2 separate regions of the Rattus norvegicus genome follow, and region 1 is linked to region 2. A link is a contact called in public Hi-C data. All regions are on one chromosome and are shown on one strand. The core of a region is the stretch at or near the end of the contact, and the rest is flanking DNA. Distances in the headings are between cores, read along the strand shown. Region 1 holds the start of Kdm1a (lysine demethylase 1A). Region 2 holds the start of Rpl11 (ribosomal protein L11).

Evidence for each region. Hi-C and Micro-C count contacts between places; a contact is called where the count stands out from the background.
Region 1: a contact with region 2 is called in a Hi-C map of liver, with 9 times the contacts expected there. The contact joins the promoter of Kdm1a here to the promoter of Rpl11 in region 2. A contact is called at or near these places in 2 of 12 Hi-C or Micro-C datasets (liver and mammary epithelial cells).

The regions. Positions count from the first base shown.
Region 1 is chr5:154,115,692-154,123,229 of GRCr8, forward strand. It overlaps Kdm1a (lysine demethylase 1A), which reads right to left and starts at 6,084. Exons shown (of 20, transcript NM_001130098.1): 1 at 5,590-6,084. The coding sequence starts at 5,940.
Region 2 is chr5:153,555,876-153,562,660 of GRCr8, forward strand. Rpl11 (ribosomal protein L11) reads right to left here and starts at 4,927. Exons shown (of 5, transcript NM_001025739.1): 1 at 4,435-4,927; 2 at 3,382-3,488; 3 at 3,051-3,182; 4 at 2,040-2,150; 5 at 1,717-1,781. The coding sequence starts at 4,558. The coding sequence ends at 1,752. All of the region lies in intron 2 of LOC134487012 (a long non-coding RNA gene), which reads left to right.

The DNA of each region.
Region 1 (7,538 bases), core at 4,834-7,333, 560 kb after region 2:
GCCACTCAGAAGATGGCCCCTCTGGAAAGCTGTGGCATGATGGCCGTGGGGCAGCCCAGAACATCATCCCTGCATCCACTGGTGCTGCCAAGGCTGTGGGCAAGGTCATCCCAGAGCTGAACGGGAAGCTCACTGGCATGGCCTTCTGTGTTCCTACCCACAATGTATCCATTGTGGATCTGACATGCCGCCTAGAGAAACCTGCCAAGTATGATGACATCAAGAAGGTGGTGAAGCAGGCGTCCGAGAGCCCACTAAAGGGCATCCTGGGCTACATTGAAGACCAGGTGGTCTCCTGCAACTTCAACAGCAACTCTCACTCTTCCACCTTTGATGCTAGGGCTGGCATTGCTCTCAATGACAACTTTGTAAAGCTCATTTCCTGGTATGACAATGAATACGGCTACAGCAACAGGGTGGTGGACCTCATGGCCTACATGGCCTCCAAGGAGTAAGAAACCCTGGACCACCCAGCCCAGCAAGGATACTGAGAGCAAGAAAGAGGCCCTCAGTTGCTGAGAAGTCCCCCATCCCAACTCAGTCCCCAACACTGATCATTTCCCTCACAATTCCATCCCAGACCCCATAACAACAGGAGGGGCCTAGGGAGCCCTCCCTTCTCTCTTGAATACCATCAATAAAGTTCGATGCACCTACACACAAAAAAAAAAAAATTGGAGAAATAATTGAGAAAGGCACCTGCTATTAATCTCTGGCTCTATACAAACATAAACACATACGTATATACACATGTACTGGCATGCACAGATGTATACATAGGCACCCTAACAAACCACCCCCAAAACATTGTTTGTGGTTTTTTAAAAGGAATAAAGTAGTTACATAATTCCTATAAAAAAGATCAATCAACATGATCTTCAACAGAGAGTTGAAGAGTTCACACATCTTGGTTTCAAAATCTTATATAAAAACACAGTAACCAGAACAGTGTTAGTGGCATGATAGAAAAACATGATAGAAAAACAATAATGGAACCAGAAAAATATTCCTTAGATGCAATCCTGGGAGTAACAGAATAAGCCAAATACATACACTGGAACTGATTAAAGTTTAAAAGTTTTGAAACTAGAATAAAAAATAAATCTTGGGGGCTGGAGAGTTGGCTCAGTGGTTAAGAGCACTGACTGCTCTTCCAGAGGTCCTGAGTTCAAATCCCAGCAACCACATGGTGATTCATAACCATGTGTAATGGGATCTGATGCCCTCTTCTGACATGTCTGAAGACAGTTACAGTGTACTTATATAAAAACAAATAAATCTTTAAAAAATAAATAAATAAATCTTGGGCTGGAGAGGTGTCTCAGCGGTTAAAGAACATTGACTGCTCTTCCAGAGGTCCTGAGTTCAAATCCCAGCAACCACATGGTGGCTCACAACCATCTGTAATGGGTTCTGATGCCCTCTTATGATGTGTCTGAAGACAGCTACAGTGTACTTACATATAATAAATCCTTTTAAAAATCTTACTTTAAAACACTCTTCTAAACCTGTTTTTTAAAAATCTGAGCCAAGAAGAAGGTAGAGATGGGGATACAGCTCACCTAGTATAGAGCCTGTCTACTACACAGGACGCCTTGGGTTTGATCCCCAGAGCTGGATATAAATGGGTACAAATGACACACTGCAATTAAGAAGTGGATGCAGAGCTGAATGTGACGTTTAGTCCCAGCACGCGGGCAAAGGCAGGTAGAACTCTGTTGAGTTTAAGGCTAGCCTAGTTTACAAATCTGAGTTCCAAAACAGCAAGGGCTGTTCCACAAAGAAACCCAAATCCTCTGTCAAAAAAACAAAAGGTGAATGCAAGTGATTAGAAACGTAAGGTCATTCTCAAGTACACAGTAAGTTTAAGACCAGCTTGGGTTGTCCTTTAAAAAAACTACAAACTTTTTTAATAGCTATCTTACATACAAATGTAAAAAACAAAAACAAAAACCATGTTCAACATCATTAGCCATTTTGAAAAAATGAACATCGAACTACAATGAAATAGCATTTCACAAAGACGGCTATAAAAAGACAGACAATGCTAAGTACAAAGATCTGGAGAAACAGAACCCACACACATTGCAAATGAAAAGGTGAAACTCTAGCTGCTACTTTAGAAAAGCATTTGGTAACAATTCCTCACAAAAAAAAACCGGAATTCACATGTGACTCACCCATTATAATCCAGGTATTATGCAAAAGTAAATTTTATTTTCTCAGATGTAATTGTGTCTCAGAGGCTTACTGCTGAATAAGCTCACCCTTTCTAGTTCACACTGAACTCTGGCTGGACTCAGCTGTTCTGGCCCAAACTCCTCTCCAAGCTGGCTGATTCAAACTGGCTTCTTAGCTGCGTCTCACTAAATTGCTCTGCTTAGCCTCAAACTAACTCTGGCAATTTGTTCTAATCTTCTGCCTTCTCCTGCTCTGGCTCATCTGCCTTCACCTGCAACCTGTCTCTGTGAGACTGCCTTTCTCCCTCTCCCTCTCTATGCTGCTCTCTTAAATTGCTACTCTTTTCTCTGCGGTTCTGGTGAGAGTTAGACGTATCCTATCTCTGACTCATTCTCAAGTCTGATTTGTCACTTTACCTATATTGTTTGGGATTTGAGATGTGTACTAGTAGGTCTTTGGCTCTGATCCCTTCCCAAAGCAGCCATGTTGCTGGATTAAAATTCCTCTACAGTATTATAAGAGACTTGAAAGTGTATGCTTGCATGCTGTACATTACTGTTCATAACTACATTATACATAACAGCAAAAGTGAGACTCCCAAAAAAGTCCATCAAATGAGACAAAATCAAAGGTCCACATATACTGAGGCTGCATACAGGATATTTAGAAGAGGATATTCAGATATAACTCCATATAGTCAGACAGTAGACCAGTGATTGCCAGGGGCTGCAGGTAGGGAGATGAGAAAAGACAACTAGAATACAGGTGTCTCTGGGAAACAGTGAAATGTTCTAAATTGACTGTGGTGCTATTTTTATCTTATGAATACATAATTTAAAAAGCAACACCGGCAAATTAATTATCTCATATCTGTTTTGTTTTAAAGATTATTCATTCATTCATCCATTCATCCATTATGTACAGTATTCTGCCTGCATGTATGCTTGCACGCCAGAAGAGGGCACCAGACCTCATTCTAAATGGTTCTGTGCCACCAAGTGGTTGCTAGGAATTGAACTCAGGACCTCTGAGAGAGCAGACAGCAATCTTAACTTCTGAGACATCTCTCCAGACCTCAAATGTGTTTTAAATTATCTCAGTTTCTGGTCATGACTTGATAAAATGGAATCCTACTGGATTCTGCCCTCTTTCATGTCCAAGGGTTGAAGTCAACCAAAGGGGGTTGGGGCTGGACAGATGGCTCAGTGGTTGAGTGCAGTGGCTGCTCTTCCAGAGGTTCTGAGTTCAATTCCCAGTAACCACATAGTGGCTCACAACCATCTGTAATGAGATCTGATACCCTCTTCTGGTGTGTCTGAAGACAGCAACAGTGTACTCACATACATAAAATAAATAAATCTTAAAAAAAAAAAAAAAACTAATGCAGGCAGATTGAAATGTATTCAAATTATCTTGGGGGTAGGGTGTCACTGTGTTTTTTGTGGTCCCACATGCACTTTCTTCAGAAGTTTAAAAGAGGATTCTAGTTTTGTGGGTTTTAAAAACATGTTTGGCAGGTTTCTTTATGGCATTTTCACACATAATTAGTTCTGGTTGACCCTCCTTTGTCCCTCCCTCTCCATCTATATCCCAATACCCCACCTTCCTAATGCATGTCTGATAAAAGCCCCCCCCCCCAAAAAAACAAACCACCTTTCCTCCAAATTCATTTTAATGAGCAGTGAGTATGAAGTTCTCAAGCAGGAAGCTGAGGCTCTCTGGACCAACTTGCAAAAAAAACGATACCCAGCAGCCTGCACAGTGCAGTGACCACTCTGGAAGCCTAGGGGGCACTATAAGTTGAGCACAAGAATTTGAGATCTAACTGAGCAACATAACAAAATGTTTGTTAATCAAAACCAAAACAAGCCAGGCCTAGTGAGACAGGCCTAGAGCCCCAGTGACTCGGAAGGTTGACCCAGGAGCATTACAAGTTCAAGCCCTGTCTCAGTCACAAGATAAATTCAGGGCCAACCTGGCAACTTAGTTTCAAAATACCAAGAACTGGTGATACAGTACAGTGGTAGAGAACCTGTCTACCACACAAAAGGTTCAACTCCCCAGCACAGCAGGAGAGAACAGTGTACAAAAAGTTACCTAAGCCACACTTTACCCAACATTTGTATTTATCTTGAGGTGCTACGGGCAGAAACGCTGGTTCTCAATCCTTCTTGGCAACTCCTGTGCCATCCAGTCACATCTTTAGACTACTTCTTGTATGCACTACATACCCATCCATACATATCTCTTATTTCCAGATTGAGAATCTCTGGGAAAAGCCAATGCTGTGCAATAAAGCTGCACCAATGCTTGGCGATGTTACTGTATGAGGGCTTTTTTTGTTGTTGTTGTTTTGTTTTGTTTTTTGTTTCAGTAACGAATGACACCTTGTCAAAACACCAAACTTTGAAACTAAACTTCACTTTATTCATTCTTAAAGTGAGGTTATTAACAATACCAGTGGTGTTTTCGAAAACGAAAAGCGCTGGCCTGGTGCCAAATGCACCATCTGGTATACTGAGGTGTGAGACAGAGATTATCTGTGTATAGTGTTGGATCTGATGCCAAATCTTTATCTTTATATTAGCACCGTGACCAAACTGATACTCTTCATCCGCTTCCACATTTGTAAAAATCTACTCGGGGCCCACGATCCCGCTGGCTGCCAGGCCTGACAACTAGTTCGATTCCTTAGCGTGGTGGAAAGACTAGGACGGACTCGGGCGAGCTGTCCGTACCTCAACTCGCAGACACACAATAAATGATTGTTTAAAAAAAAGGGGGGGGGGGAGGCTGGAGAGATGGCTCATCGGTTAAGAGACTGCTCTTCCAGAGGTCATGAGTTCAATTCCCAGCAACCACATGGTGGCTCACAACCATCTGTAAAGAGATCCGATGCCCTCTTCTGGTGTGTCTGAAGACAGCTACAGTGTACTTATATAAATAAATGAATAAATCTTTAAAAAAAAAAGGGGGGGTGGGTAAAGAGAGTCTACTTGGCGTACAGCAAAACCTTGAAAAAGAAAAGGAGGGGTTGGGGATTTAGCTCAGTGGTAGAGCGCTTGCCTAGCAAGCGCAAGGCCCTGGGTTCGGTCCCCAGCTCCGAAAAAAAGAAAAAAGAAAAAAAAAGAAAAAGGAAAGAAAGGAAAAGGGAAAGAGAGGTCTCTTCCTTTTCATGAAGCTTGACTCTAAAGCATCACACTCATCTCCCCCGTGCGCCCGACGTCCGCACACACCAGCCACACAGGTAGACAAACGCGTCGGGAAGCCATCTTTCCCAGTCAGAGGATCACGGTCACACCCTCCTGTGACCGATACCCCGGGTCCCCGCACAAAGGCCGGGCCTCCCTTACCCCGCCCCCACTCCCACCCGGGTCCCCGGGACCAGAGCCTGAACCCGGGTCTCACCTTCGCCCGCTTGCGTCGGCTGGTCCGTCGGCCCTCCGGGGTCTCGGCTATTCCTGTCTCCATGGGTGTAGCGGAGCCGGGCCCGGCTGTGGGCCCCGCCTGAGGCCCGGCGGACCCAGGCGGCTCGGCCAGGCCTCCGGGCGGCGAGGCCCGCGGAGGCTCCTTCTTTCGGGGAGTGCGCTCGCCCGCCGCCCCCGTAGCAATGTCGGCGGGGCCCGCCAGGCCCGCGGGCGGCGCGGCCACCTCAGAGCCGTTCTCGGCGCCGCCCGCCGCCCCGGGCCCGGCCTCTGTCCCAGCCGCTGCTGCCGCCGCCGCCGCTGCCGCCGCCGCCGCCTTCTTCCCAGACAACATCTCGGGCCGCCTGGCCGCCGCGGGCCGCAGGGGCCGCTCGGTCTGCCGCTCCGTGGGTCCGCAGCCGCCTCTCGCCTCTCCGCTCCGAACCTCACACGGTCCGCGCGAAACCGAGCACCTCCGCGTGCGCACGCGCCCTGCGCGCTCTCGCCGCGTCAGGACAAAAAGCAGCAGCTTGTCCCCCTGCTCAAGACCATAGAGCAGCGTCCCGGAGGCTAGAGCGGAGCCTCAGCATCGAGCGCGAGGCTGATCTAGAGCGCCCCCTGCGATTGGGAGTCCGCCCTAGCACATCCCTTTGACCGGATTCTGAGCTCGGCTGCACCTCCCAGGACCACGTCCAACAAGGACTCTCAAGAGTCACTCCCGCATTTACCCATACACCATTCACTTCAACTAATACCGTTGAAGTAATAATAGTAGTAATAACTAATTCTCACTGCGGGACAAGGGTTGAAGTACGACTAAATTAATGATCACTTAATTATCCTGTGCTATGTACCTCAATCTTTAGAGAACTTGCCCAGAATGTGTATGACCCCGAGTTATCCCCAGAGTTGAGTTAGGGAAACTAACTTCATAGTTGTCCTGCTTGGACTGTGTGAAAATAAAGAGTACACGACTTTCCACGGTAATAAAATAGAGAGAATTGAGGAAATTCTAGTTTGAGTCAAAGTGAACTCGCTCCTGTCGCCAAGCCTTGCTTATTTTCTTTCTTGGGGCGGCACACCGCCTACATTCATGCCCACTGCCATGCCTCCTCCATCCCCCATCTCTCCAGGCACATAACACTTCTTCAACGTAGGTCAGTTCTTTCTAATGCTGGAGAATGTGGGGGTTTATTCATGAGATGTTGAGATGTATAGGATGTTGGGGGAGGGGCGTTATTCGCCAGAGAAGAATGCTCGGACATGGGTTTAGGCCAATAGAAAGTCTTTATTAGCTGGCTGGTAACTACACTGGGTGCTTAAGATTTCAATGCAGCCTGGAGCCTTTCTCAGGGCGAGATTTTACGCACAAAAAAAAAAAAAAAAAAAAAAAAGTCCTGGGTTGACATACTTGAGTTAACAAGAACAGTTAGCCAGAAGCAGAACCACAAAAGCCAAAAAGCAAGGTTAGAACATTTTCCAGAGCTGTGGGCTTTGATGGATTAGGTCTTTGTTTTAGTTTTGGCAGGTGCTGTCTATGTGCTGAGTTTTACAGCTCGAATGGTACATCCACCATTGAGTTAGTCTTTCAGCCTACTAAGATCTGGGGTCCTGTTACAGGGTTTTGCTTGTTTGCTTCTTTGCTTGTTTAATTCTTCCAAGGTGATGAAGTTGACTGCAAAAAACAGCAGGAGGAAGGTTGCCGGAGGAAATTCCATACTGTGATTGCGGTGATACAGGGTTGCCAGTATCCACCAAAATTCACTGAACTCTGTGAACAAAACAAACCTTTAAAAAGCGTGAAGGTAATTGTGCATGCCTTTAATCCCAAGCACATGGGAGGCAGAGGCAGGCTCTGAGTTTGAGGCCACCCTGGTCTACAGAGCAAGTTCCAGGATGGCCAGGGCTACCCTGAGAAACCCTATTTCAAAAAAACAAGCCAACAAACAAAAA
Region 2 (6,785 bases), core at 3,677-6,176:
GCAAAGATCCCGGACGAGCCCCAAAATGAAAGACCCTCCCTCGAGTCTCAGGATAGCGCGCCCCAGGAAACAAGAGAGACCCGCTTGACTCGAAAGCAAGAGGCAGTTTAATGATGGAGATCTGGGCCAACACCTGTCTCACGCAGGAGACAGAGGAGTCGACCCCGAAGCTCAGAAATCAGGGGTTTATACAGGAAAAGTTTAGGGAGTTTGGCGTGGCTACACGTAATTGGCTGATTCAAGCAGTGGCGGGCTAATTTTGGTGCGCGACTACATCAGCAAGTAGCACGTGTGATTTAACATTCCAGCGATGTGGTACGGCGGTTTATTTTGGTTAGCTGGCGGTCAAGTTAACCTCAGAGGGGTTGGGAGGAAGGGGAGAGTGGGCGACTCCAGATGGTCCTCGGCCTTGTGGAGACTGTTTACCTTTATGGTCAGCTATCGTCACTGATGACTTGGCAGCCTTATTTCAGGCTTGTCCGGGCATGTTTAGGCCTACCTCTTTCTGTTTCTTTCCATTTTCTGCTTGACTATAAATTTTGTGCTTTTTAATTACAGGTACTTAAATTTTACTCCTTCAGCTCACTTACTGAGGTCTCAGTAAGCAAACAGAAGGCAGGAGGGGTGGCTCGGTAGTAATGAGCACCAGCTGTTCTTGAAGACAGGTTTGATTCCCAATGTCCATGTAGCAGACATGGCACAACCCCACTTGTGGGTAGGCGTGTCACATGCCACCTGCATTATTCTGGCCTCCACTGGTAGCCAAGTACAGGCCCACATGCAAAAACCCACCCACACAAAGTTGAATTAAAAGAAAATTTAAAAGTTGGCATGGCCCTGTGTGCCTTTAACCCCTGAGCAAAAAAGCCTAAGGAGGCAGAGGGTTAGGATTCTGTGTCCTGGTGACCAAGGAGTTCTAGGACAGCAAGAGACAGAGACTGTGGGGAAAACAGCTGTCTAAGGCACGATTGGAAGGAAATGGGTTAAACGGTTTTGTGAAGGCTCCTTGTCCAACAGAACCTTAAACCAGGACCACAAGGCCATTAGGCGGCTGACTAGAGCCCAGCACCTACCTGACTGGAGTAATGGCTCACACAGCAAGCTTGCCTGTGCCACCTACCCAGTCCACAAAATAATGACTTTTGATCACTATTTACAGCTATCTTCACATAAAACAAGCCAAGATTCTTTGTACAAAATTTGAGTACTTACACACCTACTAGTGGTCTAATGATGTTTCCGTGAGACAGATTTGCTCCAGGTAACAGCTATCAATGGAAGACTATCACTAATCAGACATTTGCCTTCCTAACCAGGTGGCCCAATCATCTCATTTTAAATGCAACTCAACTATGAATAGCAAAGTCAAAATTTAGTCTTTAGCACCACACCAGAAGCTGTGATCCCTTTGCCACACACCCACACACCAAGTCACAAACCAGGGACTCCTGGGGGCACTGATCCAGCCCTTAATTACAACCAAATCCAAACCCTAACCAATCCTGCGTTGCTCAAAACCCACTTAAGCTGGGCCTCGGCACCACAGTCCATCTGCAGGGCACTTGAACACAATGCTCAGCTCAGCTGCGGTGAAACACGGTGTACAGGAGGCAGGCTGCAGCTGCCAGTAATTCCCATTGGGGCTTTAAATGCTTGAGGTCCCAGGATCTGAGTGTGGCCACACTACTTCACAAACACACAACTGTAACACATGCATTTCTGAGAAAACTTTATTGGCCTTTGGATAAAGTTTATTTGCCAGGAAGGATGATGCCATCATACTGAAAGAGAAGAAATTTTGTTTTCAGAACGAGCGTCCACAGCAAGAACTGCAGCAAAAACTAGTTTGACAATTCTGACTCCAGACACCTACACTCAAGACCTTTCCACCACCAACCCTGGGAGCCGTTTAACGAAGTCACCCCAGTATCCAATCTTTCCACAAGCTACCCACCCAACAGCACTGTGTTCAGAGCTCCCACCCAACACCAGCCACCAGCACCACACACCACCAGTTCACTGGGGGAAATCAGCTTTACCTTCTGCTGGAACCAGCGCATGGCCTCCTCTTTGCTGATTCTGTGTTTGGCCCCAATGCAGCCTGTTCTGCGCTTCTTGTCTGCGATGCTGAAACCTGGCCTACCCAGCACCTGTGCCAGAATAACCAACAGTCATCTAGCCAGCCTAGGGCCGGGTCACCAGTGGACAGACAAGACTCACACATTAGAGACCGATCTTCAAGTCATCCAGAAACTTAACAGATTCTGAAGCAAGACCAGTACCTCTGTTGGACGGAAGTGTCGTTAGCTACCCGGACAACACACCAAGCTCTGAACACACATGCCCTGCAGGCTCCTTCCCCAACTGGTCTCCAGCCTTGTAACGTCAGTCTCAAGAGGGATCTGATTCCCTTGACCTGTTCTGGCCTCTAGGCACCAGACACACATGTAATACTAACATGCAGGGAGTTCAAGGCCAGCCTGGGCTGTAAACCAAAGACCCTGCCTCACAACAAAAACCTTCAACATGTGTAATGTGAAGAAATGTAAAGCACCCAAAGGCACAAAGGCACACTCACCCCCTTGGTTCAGAAGCTGCCCAGAGCTCTGCCGCCCTAACCGACCTCCCCCTCAGGTCTCACTTTTACGTCTGGCTCTTTGCTCTCACAGAAGCACTGTGGTAACAGAGTCATTTCCACATGAAAACCCCACTTGAGCACAGTCTGTTTCCATGTCTTCCCCACAGAACTCACGTGTGCCAGAGACTAGGGATGAGTGGAGACAGGGTAGCCAATGCCAGGGACAAAGGCAGCACAGGTTTCTCCCAGAGAGCTTTGCACAGCAGAGACCTGTCAACCCTGTGTGGTTGAACCTGTACACTTGCTAGAACAAGGCCCTTCTCTCAAGGGGGACACACAGGCAGACAAGACACAGACTTCAACCCAGCACTACATCCCAACAGCAAGACAGCATGTGCGGACAACAGACAGAGGAGCAGCAGGCCCTCTCCCCACAGGCAGCTTGGGATCAAGAAGTCCACATTCCACATACCACATAGAAATCCAGGCCATAGATGCCAATGCTTGGGTCATATTTGATGCCTAGGTCAATGTGTTCCTGAATCCCAAAGCCAAAGTTGCCGGTATCTGAGAAGTTATTCTTCCGTAATTCGTACTCTCGCACCTGAGGAGACATAAAGAGCAACCAGGTTATTCCTTGTGTTTAAAGAGCATAGTATGAGCTCAGACCAACACCCAGAAGGTCCGGAGCAAAACCAAAACTCTGTGCATCCCAGCCAGGAGAACAGGCAACCCTTCCCTTAAACCAAATCATCTCTCATCATCCATCAAATGTTCCCCACTTCCAGGCCAGCCCACCTCACCTTCAGGCCTTTCTCCAGAATCTCCTCTGCCTTGGCTCCACGGACAGTGCAGTGAACAGCGATTTTCTCATTTCTCCGGATGCCAAAGGACCTGACGGTGTATCTAGCTGCAAGAAGGGAACAGAGAGGTAGGTAACATTTTACTCCCACTGCCCGGCATCTAACGTGTTAATCAACCTCACCCACCAACACAGAACAGAGCTTTCCAGCTCTAATGTCCCCAGCCGCACTTCAGCTAAGAACATTACAATCCCCAGAGTTCATGACATTAGGCAAGTCAGAGACAAAGGTTAGCACCGTTAATACTCCTTGAGAATGTCAAATGTAGCCCAGGCTGGCCTTGACCTGGGAGCAATCTTCCTGTTTCAGTCCGGGTACAGGAGTTACAATCATAGGCTACCAGGCCTAGCTTAACATTATGCTCTATCATACAGGAACCTGCATTCAAAATCCAGAATGGGGTGTGGAAGGGACAAGCTGGGAGGTTGACATTGGTAAAAGCTAGTATTTTCAAAAGGCCGACTGTCCAGATGTCCTGAGGCTAACTAGCCCAGGCTCACCGGTGGTACTAAGAAAGGGTATCCAATCCCAACAACAGACCACCTATAACCACACTCCCAACAGACCCCATGTTTCAAGCACATTAACACCTCCCATGTGGCCACACAAGGGAATCAGAATTCATTTTAAGGAAGCTGAGGTAGAGCCTAAAGTTAAGAAGCACTGATAGGGGGCTGGAGAGGTGGCTCAGTGGTTTAAAGAGGTCCTGAGTTCAAATCCCAGCAGCACCCACATGGTGGTTCACAACCATCTATAACAACATCTCACGCCCTCTTCTGTCAAGCAAACAGAGTACTCAGATACGAACATGAATATTAAGAATAAGAACGGATAGTCTCTCACCCCAGCAGTGTAATGTATTAACCCTGTTCTTACCTGTCAACCAGGCGGAATACTACACGTCTACTCTAGCTCCCTATTCGCACTCCTGTTCCGGCTAGATGGACTGAGGCCTTCCATCCACGCCTCTCTGGCTAGCCCATCACCACTCACCTTTGGAAAACACAGGGGTCTGGCCTGTGAGCTGCTCCAACACCTTGGCTGCTCGGGTCAGTCTGTCTCCACTCTCCCCCACGCAGATATTGAGGCAGAGCTTGCGGATACGAAGTTCCCGCATGGGGTTCTCCTTTTCACCCTGATCTTGCTGCAGAAAAGAGTAAACGCAGCCGTCAAAGTCGAGAAGCCAATGTCTTCTCCAGTCTGATCTCTACGGTCCCGAATCCTATGGACTAAGGACTAAAAAGGTCTCAGTGTTTGGGGCGGAGGAGCACTGAGTAAGCCTGAATGCTAAGGCGGTCGATGTTTCTGGGTAATAGACACAAGAGCTTATAGAAAGCCAATCAGACAGGAGAGAATACAATGTAACCTTAAAATGACAAACTACAGGAAACATCGGCCTACGCGACCTGCCCTCCTCCTTCCCAAGCTGTCTGCAAGCGAGCACCAGTCCTGAGTAGGGACCCGCAGATGCTCCCCAGCACCAAACAAGCTTCAAGTCCCCTGGGCTGGGACCCGACAGAGAGCTCGGCACATTCCGCTCGCGCTCCCGGAAGCCCCCAGACCCCGCGTCTGGGCCCTCGGGGCCGCTGACCTGAGCCCCATTCCTACGATGGGCGGCGACGTGACGGGCGAGCCCTGCGCCCGCACAGCCCTGCCGGTCTTAATGCCACCAGCATCGCGGGCTCCGTCCTCCTCCAGCCACCGGCGAAACAGCCCTCGTGGGCTCCGCCGGCCGCGGATGGAGATGGATGAAAGAGAGGCAAAAGCAACTCTTGCTCTACTCACCGCCATGGTGGAGAACAGGAAGAGAGAGTGGGACTTCCGGCCCCGTGGCCTTATGGGTCAGGAGGCGGGATTTTTCTCCTAGGCTGACAAACGAGGTGAGAGTGGGAAAGAGAGGCACGGTTGTCTTGGCGCTGCCTCCTCTAGTGGATCGTCCTCGGAACTGCAGTCATCTCGGGCTAAAGACCAGGTCTTTTGAAAACCAGGTAGACTGGTATGTTCTTGAGTCCATCACTTCAAGAACAGAGTCATAGCCGTACTTTAAGTGGACCTTGGTTTGCAAAGTTCCCAGCATGTACGCTGTATTTCAAAACTGGCTGGGGTTGGGGATTTAGCTCAGTGGTAGAGCGCTTGCCTAGCAAGCGCAAGGCATCTAGGTTCGATCCCCAGCTCCGAAGGAGAAAAAAAAAAAACTGGCTGTAACTCCAGTTCCAGGGAGACAGATCCCTCTTCTGGCATCTACAGGCACCAGGTTATGCAGGCAGGCAGGCAAAACACCCATATAAATAAAAAAAAATAAGCAAAATTTTCAAAATAAGCTGAGGCTGGAGAGATGGTGCAGTAGTTAAGAGCATTGACAGCTCTTCCACAGGTCCTGAGTTCAAATCCCAGCAACCTCATGGTGGCTCACAATCAACTAAACTGATGCCCTCTTCTAGTATGCAGGTGTACATGCAGATAGAACACTCGTTTACATAAGTAAAAGGATAAACTGTACAGATTCTAGGGCATTTATTTTGTAACAATGTTAACATAGAAGTTATACTAATCAGCGTAGTGGCTTAAATCAGCTGTTACAGTCTGATGCCCTTGCCTTCCTCCCGAGGACGCCAGACACACACTTGCAAGAACACATGTGCGGGGGGAAAATTTTTCATATAGATAAACTAATAAATGCTAAATAAAATTTGAAAATAGAGTCCTGAGCTGTGAATACAGGCAGGTGTGGTTTTAATTCAACTTACTAGTTACTAATTTAAATGATTTCAGTCTGTTTTCTTTCCCCTTGTGTAAAATAGGTACTTCAGGGGGTTGGGGATTTAGCTCAGTGGTAGAGCGCTTGCTAGCATGCGCAAGGCCCTGAGTTCGGTCCCCAGCTCCGGGAAAAAAAAAAAAAAATAGGTACTTCAGTGTCACGGGTTACTGTGAAAATTCAGTGAAGTAGTGAAGTGTGTAAGTTGTTACTTTTATGATTAATACAAGCCTAGAATACAACATCCAAGCAACGCTCACCTTCCAAAAAAGGTATTAAACAGGTTAGCTAAAAAGAGAGGACAGCAGAGATGCAGGGGAGAGAGAGAGAGAGAGAGAGAGAGAGAGAGAGAGAGAGAGAGAGAGAGAGAGAGAGAGGAAGAAGAAGGAGGAGGAGGAGGAGAAGGAAGAAGAGGAAGAGGAGGAAGAGGATGGAGAGGATGGAGAGGAGGGAGAGGAGAGGAGTAGGGAAGGGAAAGAGAAGAGAAGAGAAGAGAAGAGAAGAGAAGAGAAGAGAAGAGAAGAGAAGAGAAGAGAAGAGATCTTACCGTGGCTTACAGATGCATCCGAGACAAGAGCATCAGTTCAGA